Regions from separate parts of the Mus musculus genome. Here region 1 is linked to region 2. The links are chromatin contacts, called in public HiChIP or PLAC-seq maps. All regions are on one chromosome and are shown on one strand. The core of a region is the stretch at or near the end of the contact, and the rest is flanking DNA. Distances in the headings are between cores, read along the strand shown.

The links. HiChIP or PLAC-seq counts read pairs in DNA pulled down with a chosen protein or histone mark.
Region 1: an H3K27ac HiChIP or PLAC-seq map of acute myeloid leukemia shows a contact between it and region 2, with 10 times the contacts expected there. The contact joins the promoter of Tmem19 here to the promoter of Cpsf6 in region 2. A contact is called at or near these places in 3 of 39 promoter capture datasets (embryonic stem cells, liver and second pharyngeal arch cranial neural crest), 2 of 115 datasets of contacts at active chromatin or transcription factors (acute myeloid leukemia and embryonic stem cells) and 1 of 9 other capture datasets (adipose tissue).

Annotation. Positions count from the first base shown.
Region 1 is chr10:115,360,652-115,364,287 of GRCm38.p6, reverse strand. It overlaps Tmem19 (transmembrane protein 19), which reads left to right and starts at 2,021. Exons shown (of 7, transcript NM_133683.4): 1 at 2,021-2,236; 2 at 2,329-2,479. The coding sequence starts at 2,350.
Region 2 is chr10:117,375,095-117,378,691 of GRCm38.p6, reverse strand. It overlaps Cpsf6 (cleavage and polyadenylation specific factor 6), which reads left to right and starts at 1,719. Exons shown (of 10, transcript NM_001013391.2): 1 at 1,719-1,853. The coding sequence starts at 1,794.

The sequences.
Region 1 (3,636 bases), core at 772-3,271, 2.0 Mb after region 2:
CCAAAGGAAAAACAGTCTTGGCATATATTTTGAAATTTAAAATAGCATGAAGTTTTACAAATGTGTCCCACCGTGATACAAAATGGTTTCAGCCACCAGACATCCCATGTACATCAAAAGAAATATAGCCTGACCGGAAAGAAAAAGCCCTTCCCCCAGCAGTGGAAATGTAAGCTTTTAAAGGTTGACTGGGTTATGTCACAATTGTGTACAATATCTAAATAATTCCATTGCCTCCCACACTGTCAACAAGTAGCTGGAAACACTTCGGAAATATGTGGTTGTCAGCTTGTTACTATTCACTTGGACAAAATAACTCCCAATGAACCTCAGCCTCCTGAGTTCTGGGATTAATAACATGCGCCACCACATCTAGTGAGATCTTTGTTTTGATACTGGGGCTGGGAAGATGGCACTGTGGATAAAGTGCTTTCTGTAGAAGCCTGAGAACAGGATTTGAATCCCCAGAACCACATGGGACTGGCACAATAGTACCCATGTATAAAAGGTGAAATCAGTCCCAAGACTCGGATTATCTGAGAATAGGATGGTCTGCTGTATAAATGAATGGACAGGATACACACCCTTGAAATTGTAGAGGAATTTTAATCCAGCAAGATGGCTCCTCTAGCAAGGGATTACATCCAAAGACCTAGATCTTTATGATCTGGCTAGATCGCAGACAGGCCACATCCCTTTAACCCCTCTGCCTGGAACACGGATACAACCTGAGTACAGTCCTTTAAGGTCAAATTCGTTTTTAGAAGGAAGGAGCCAGGTGTGAAAGTGATGTCTAATTGAGGGCCAGACAAAGTAACAAAGATCGAAAGATTTGACAGAATGAGTCAGAGACAGAATGCATCTTACAAGGACAGCACAGGAAAGAGAAGCTATTTTAAGAGCCCCAGTGCAGGGAGAGACAGCTAGTCAGAGGTGGGAGGCAGTGCCAGGAGTGCGGTGCAGTTGCAGTTGAGTTCGGGTTGTGGTTTTTGTTTGTTTCAAGTCTATGAAGTTCATTGCAGGTGAGCAGAGTCAACTAAAGCCAGAGAACAAGAAGGAGCCAGGTGATTAGAACAAAATGCCAGAGTTGTTTGAGGCTAGGCAGAACAATTCAATGGGAACTTGAGAGAAGCCAGATTGAATCAGGCAGCTTGGTGAGGAGTTTGAGCCAGAACAGCTAGGTTGAACCAGACAGCCAGAGTTCTAGAAAGAACTATAAAGGGTGAGCTTATTCAACAGTGAGCCCTACAAGAGGACAATACATCAGACGAATAAGTTACTTTTACAGATAGAGTGGATGGGGACAGACACTTCCACAATGTGTGTTAGAACAGTAATTATACAAAAGCTCAACCGTGGGAACTATATTTATGTTTACATACCGCAGTACCAGTTGAGTCTGGCCCAGGTTAAGAGCCAAGCCATTGTTTTAAGCTACTTTCTAAGTAATTTCGCTTCTAACGATAAACTCCTACGTCGTCCACACCCTATCGCCTGGTATGAATGCTTCATAAGTTACAACCCATTACTGGCTCTAAATTCACTCGCAGTTCATTATTCCATCAATGGCAGGTTTTAGTGACCCACACCACCCTTACTGGTGACATTTTTTTTTTCAAGTCTAGGCTGTCCACAAATCCCAAGACCTAATTTGTCCTAACGTCTATTTTGGAGGTGCTTTAGAAACAGCACTCCGACCCGCAAAGAGACACTAAGCAAACTCAAGCCGGGTTTCCGCCTCGACGAGTCACGTGAGCGGAGCAGGGCTGCTGCGCATGCGTACACGGAGGGAGTCGCGGAGAGACCAGAGCGACTCCCGGGGCAGCGGGGTGGGGACGTAAAGGCGCTCGCCCGCGCTGTTCCCAGCCTTGGTTCGCTTGCCCGGGCAGCGTACGGCAGAGGTGGAGCTGGGGCAGACTTGGAGCAGGGGCCCAGGGGGCGGAGCGCGCCGTGCGGGGGCGGAGCTCGGGGGGGGGGTCCGAGGGCGGGGAGGGGCGGGGCTCCGCGGTGCTGGCCGCTCATTGGCCACCGGTCGTTTGTGCTCCTTCCGGGTCCCTCTAGGTGGGAGCTGCCGGCCTCCCTGCTGGCCTGGCGGGTCCTCTGTGCATCCTCCCTGCACCTTCTTTTTCCAAGGGCGGCGTTAACCTCCCCGGGTCGAGCCGGAGCGCTGCGCCTGCAGCAGTGACTAGACGTTTTGGATTTACGATTCTATTTTGTCGTTCGGTTGGTGGAAGATGTTGGTATTTCTCTATGCCTCTAAAGGAGTATTGTTGCAAGAAACTTGAATGACTTGGTTCATCTGAAATGCTATCTATTCCCCCCCCTCAGGTGCTCGTAGCTCTATTTTCCATGACAGATAGTGACGACACTACGTGCAAAAGGTATATAAAGATGATTACCAATATAGTAATACTGAGCCTGATCATTTGCATTTCCCTAGCGTTCTGGATTATGTCAATGACTGCTAGCACCTATTATGGTAAGTAAAAGTGTTTTAAGTTTTGCTAGAAGTTAATGGGTGGAATTTTAAACTACGACTTCAAAATCCAAAAAATATGTAAATGGTTAAGAACAGTTATGTTCACTGCCGAAACCTGAATCTGGTTTGCTACGGTGATAAGATAAACAATGTCTAGAGAACTTTACAGCCTTCCATGATGTTTCTTGTGCTGATATTTAATGATACCTATCACAAAACGCATGTCTCAAATAATTACTTCTGTTTACCTTAGTTGGGGGGGGGGGAGACATAAAAGGTAGTTTTGTGAAACAATTTGGGGGATGCTTATCTTTTTAAGATTTGCCATGGTGTAGCGGTTTCATAATCCCGTGAGAATAACAAAGGAGGTACAGTCTTTTCATTTGCAAGTTGAAGAATTTGTCACTTCACACAAATAGATAGGTCTCGTGCAGACACTGTCCTCTTGCTCGTCCGGTTTGATCATCACCGTACCCTGCAGCCACTTGGTCTTTCCATTGGCTTCTTGGTACATCTTTGCTCTCATGAAGCCAAATCTTGCTGTCTTAGCTCCTACTACTGCTCCTGCTACTGAATTCTTCCTGATCCCTGTCTCAGCCTCCAGAGTATTGGGATTACAACCTCCAACCATCGTATATGACTTTACAGGACACTTCAACATAAGACAAGACTTTACGGACTTTTCTCCCTTAGTATATATTAATTGTACAAGCTGATGGATTTCATTTTGGCATTAATATATTCGGATTATATACCTTGGTCCTGTGATGGTTCTAAAGGATTATTTTGGATTTGGCTCTTAGAGTGGGGGGGGGGGTTAAATCCAGGGTTTTGCATATACTGTGCACCCATGCATGTGTTCAGAGGCTGCTCCATATCCAACTCTTGTTTGTTGCCTGTTTGGGTTGTTTTGTTTTAAGACAAGGCCCCAGCTTGTAGCCCTGGGTGATCTCAAATTCAAATCCTCTGGTCTCAGGCTCCTATGTTCTGGAATTATGTGGGCCAACATTCCAGTGAGATCTGTAACATTTCAAAACGGGGACTTGAGGTAGTGACTCTGGGTTGGGTGTGCTTGCTGTGCAAGCTTGGGGACCTGAGTCTGAATCTCCTGAACCCACATGAGGCTGGGCCCAGTAGAACGCATTTATAATTCCAGT
Region 2 (3,597 bases), core at 470-2,969:
GACCACCGCTACTCAGCATTCATTTGACTTTTTTTTTTTTTTCCTTTCCCTGAGACAGGGTTTCTCTTTGTGGCCCTTGATCTGGAACTCACGCTGTAGACCAGGCTGGCCTCGAACTCAGAAATCTGCCTGCCTCTGCCTCCCAAGTGCTGGGATTAAAGGCGTGGGCCATCATTGCCCCGCATGCATTTGACCTCTAAGTAAACAAAATTTAGAGTCTAGGATTTTTCAACAGCGGTGGCCATCGTTAAGTCCCGTTTGTACCGTGGTCAATAGCGCTGGATTCTCTTCCGGGGTCAGGGTCTGATTCCCAGCACCCATGTAGTGGTTCATAAACCTGTCTAATACCAGTCTTAGTCGACTGATGTCCTTTTTTGCGCGCTCCCAGGACACTGCACACATGTGTAGTACACAGACTGTATGCAGGCAAAACACCCCGATGTATAAAAAAGGAATTTAAAGAAATGTTTATTCAGATTAAGAGATTAGTCTCTGTGACTGCAACCAAGATTTTACAGACATCTCAAGCATAGATGTTTCTTTAGGTTTTTGATGATTTCAGACCAGTCTGCATCTGGTATTTTTGTTATTATTATTATTTTGGTTATTGTTTTGCTTTTTTGTTAATTTGTTTGGCAGGGTGGGGCTGGAAGTGAGAGCAGTCAGAGGTGCTGAGTAGATCAGAGGACTACTTAAGAGGATTTGGTTCGGTTCTCTCTACGCTCCTTGAGAGCGCTGTGGGAACTGAATTTATATCAAGCACACAGGCAGCTGAGTGACCTGGTGAGTTTTTGAACGGGAAGGAAAGAAATAGGTGGAGCCGTTGGAAATGGAGAGAGATCTCTGAATCATATATCGGCGTCAAAAGGTGTGCACTTTTACGAGCCATGTAACCCCAGTTAAATAACTTATGCTCTACGAGTCCTTAGTTCTCTCATCTGTAAAACGGGATGTTTGGACCTCAAGCCACCGTTTTAATTTCCCTTCTAGCTCAGCATTCTGAATCCAGGAGTTCGTTGATTTAGGATACATCTGCTCTGTTGTACGTGCTCTAAAAATGAGGATAGAATCCTTTGAACGATGGCTGGAGAAAACCTACAACAGAGATAAAAAGGTAAAAGCAAGGGCAATGGGGGAGGAAGGGGGAAGAGGAGGATGTGAAGGAAGGAGCGGAAAAGATGCTTACAACTGCATAAAGATAAGAGATGCAAATATGCTATATGCAAATAACTCAAAAAATTCAGTTGTCTGAAGAAGCAAGAATAAGACATTGGCCAGGACATCATATCTCGCTTTTAATTGCGTACACATAACTCTCATCTCTCGAAACCTTGGAAGCAAAAAAAAAAAAAAAAAGTAGGAAAAAAATGAAAACGCAAATATATAAATATCTATCTCTCTCTATATAGATGTATATATATCTATATCTCTCACTAGATAGATCTCTCATCTATAGATATGTAGATAGATAAATAGTGCCAGAAGCAGTTTGAAAAGACAGTCTCTGAAAACAAGCGGGTTCCATGGCATGCGGTATGGCGGGGTAGCACAGGAAATCACGCCCCTGCCCCAGCCGCGGCTTAATCCTGCACACAAAGGAACGAGTTAGCGCCTCGGAACCGCCGCGGACCTTCGGCGGGGTCCCCCGTCACCAGCAGCGGGCCGCTGCGCCCTGGTCTCCGCCCCTCGGAAGTGACGTAGGGCGCCCCGCCCCCACCGCCAGATCCGCTGCTGCTGCCTCGGCGGGCCGACCTGCAGGAGGCGGCGGCGGCGGCGGCCGAGGCCGAGGGAAGATGGCGGACGGTGTGGACCACATAGACATTTACGCGGATGTGGGTGAAGAGTTCAACCAGGTACGTGAGGGTCCGGGCTCCGCCGCCGCCGCCGCCGCAGACTGTGCCGCGGCCCGGACGCCCGGCTGACCAGGGCCGCCGCGGGCCGCGAGCCGGCTTCGCTGCAGACCGTGCGCCCTTGGCGCCTCCGGGCCGCGCCGCCGTGCGCGACGGCCCCTCAGCCCTTGTTCTCGCGCGTCGTTTTGCGGGCCGCGGGGCTCTGGAGCGCGGGGCCCGGTCGCCCTGCAGCCGCCCGCCCGGTTCCTCCGGACGGTCTCCCGCTCCATTGTTGGCTCGGTGGCGGGCGCTTCCCGCCGAGCTAGGCCGCGTGTGCGGGGCGGGGAGAACGGGCCGCCGCGCCCCCTCCCCCGCGGCCGGCCAGAGGGGAAGCCCTGGCCCGGCCGCGCGCTCGCCCGCCGCCTCCATCCCGGCCCTGCCGCCTCGGGTTCCGATTCCTCCTCCCGCCGCTCCATTTTGTGTCTCTGTCCGCGCACGGTCGCCTCATGGAAGGCCGCGTTCACAGCCCTTTGTATCCCGCGCGCCCGCTCTCCCTGGGCTCCCGCTCGCCTTTGCGACGGGTTTCGGCGTGGCGCCCGGTTCCTTGCTCGCCGGTCCCCTTAAGGGAAGGCTGCTTAGGTTTGGTTCCATCCGCAACAAGTCATCTGACTTTTGGAGCCACCGATCGCATTTAAAAGTCGGTGCGTCGGCCCGCCTTGGTCATCGAGGGTTTGCAGTGCCTCCGAGGCCCAGTCCTTGGCCTTTGTGAAGCGAAATATCGGAGAGGATAAATGGCTTGCGCCAAAGACTTGGGAGCGCGGTGGCTGGACAGAACAAAAAAGATGGTGGTATCCTAGCTTAACAGACCGGAGAGACTGAAAGGGAGACCGGCCACTCGGAATCGGAATCCTGGGTAGCGTGCCTGACAAGTCGTTGTGAACGTGACTGTAGTTTGAAAGCGAAGTGTTTGCCCTGTGGGCTCGACTTCACGGTTTGAAAGGCTGGAGAAAGTGAGACGTGTAAGGTTTTCCGGTCTCACCCGCCTGGGATGCCTAGAACCAGCGTCTCATGATGAATAAATATCCTTGGAAGGGTCTGCTTGCCAGGGTTTGGATCGTCTAGCCTCTTACTGCCCTCTAAATATTTTTTTTTTTTTAGTGCATTTCCTATATTCACGGTTTTCAAATTTACACCCCACCATATTAAAAAATTCTAAGGTACGGATGAGAACCTGAATAAAATGCCATTGGTTTGTATGGCGTTTTCCCTCCATTGTTTATGACTAGGGATATAAGACTTGAACGAAACAGTGAAAACTCTTAAATCCTTACTGCTTCGTTTTTCAAGAATGACTGTGCTTTTGGCTTAAATGTTAGAAAAGAAAAGCAAATTGTCGTAGGATTTTAATTACTGCTGACAGAGTTTCTCTGTGTAGCCCTGGCTGTTCTGGAACTCATTCTGTAGTCGAGGCTGGCCTCGAACTCAGAGAGATCCGCCTGCCTCTGCCTCTGCCTCTGCCTTCCGAGTGCCTGGAGAGGTTAAACTTTTTTGACCTCAACGAGGAACTACTTTGTAGGCCTCTTTTTTATAACTGTAGCTTTTCGTTGACTTGGTACTTTTAGCATTGTATCTAATACGTGGTTGTGTACTTTTACAAGTAAAATCTTTGTAGGTTTAAGTAGATTAATTGGGAGATTTAAGTAACTTTTCCCAAAATACCTTGTTTGCAGCTCTGGATACTGAATGAACCCAGGGCTTTGCACATCTG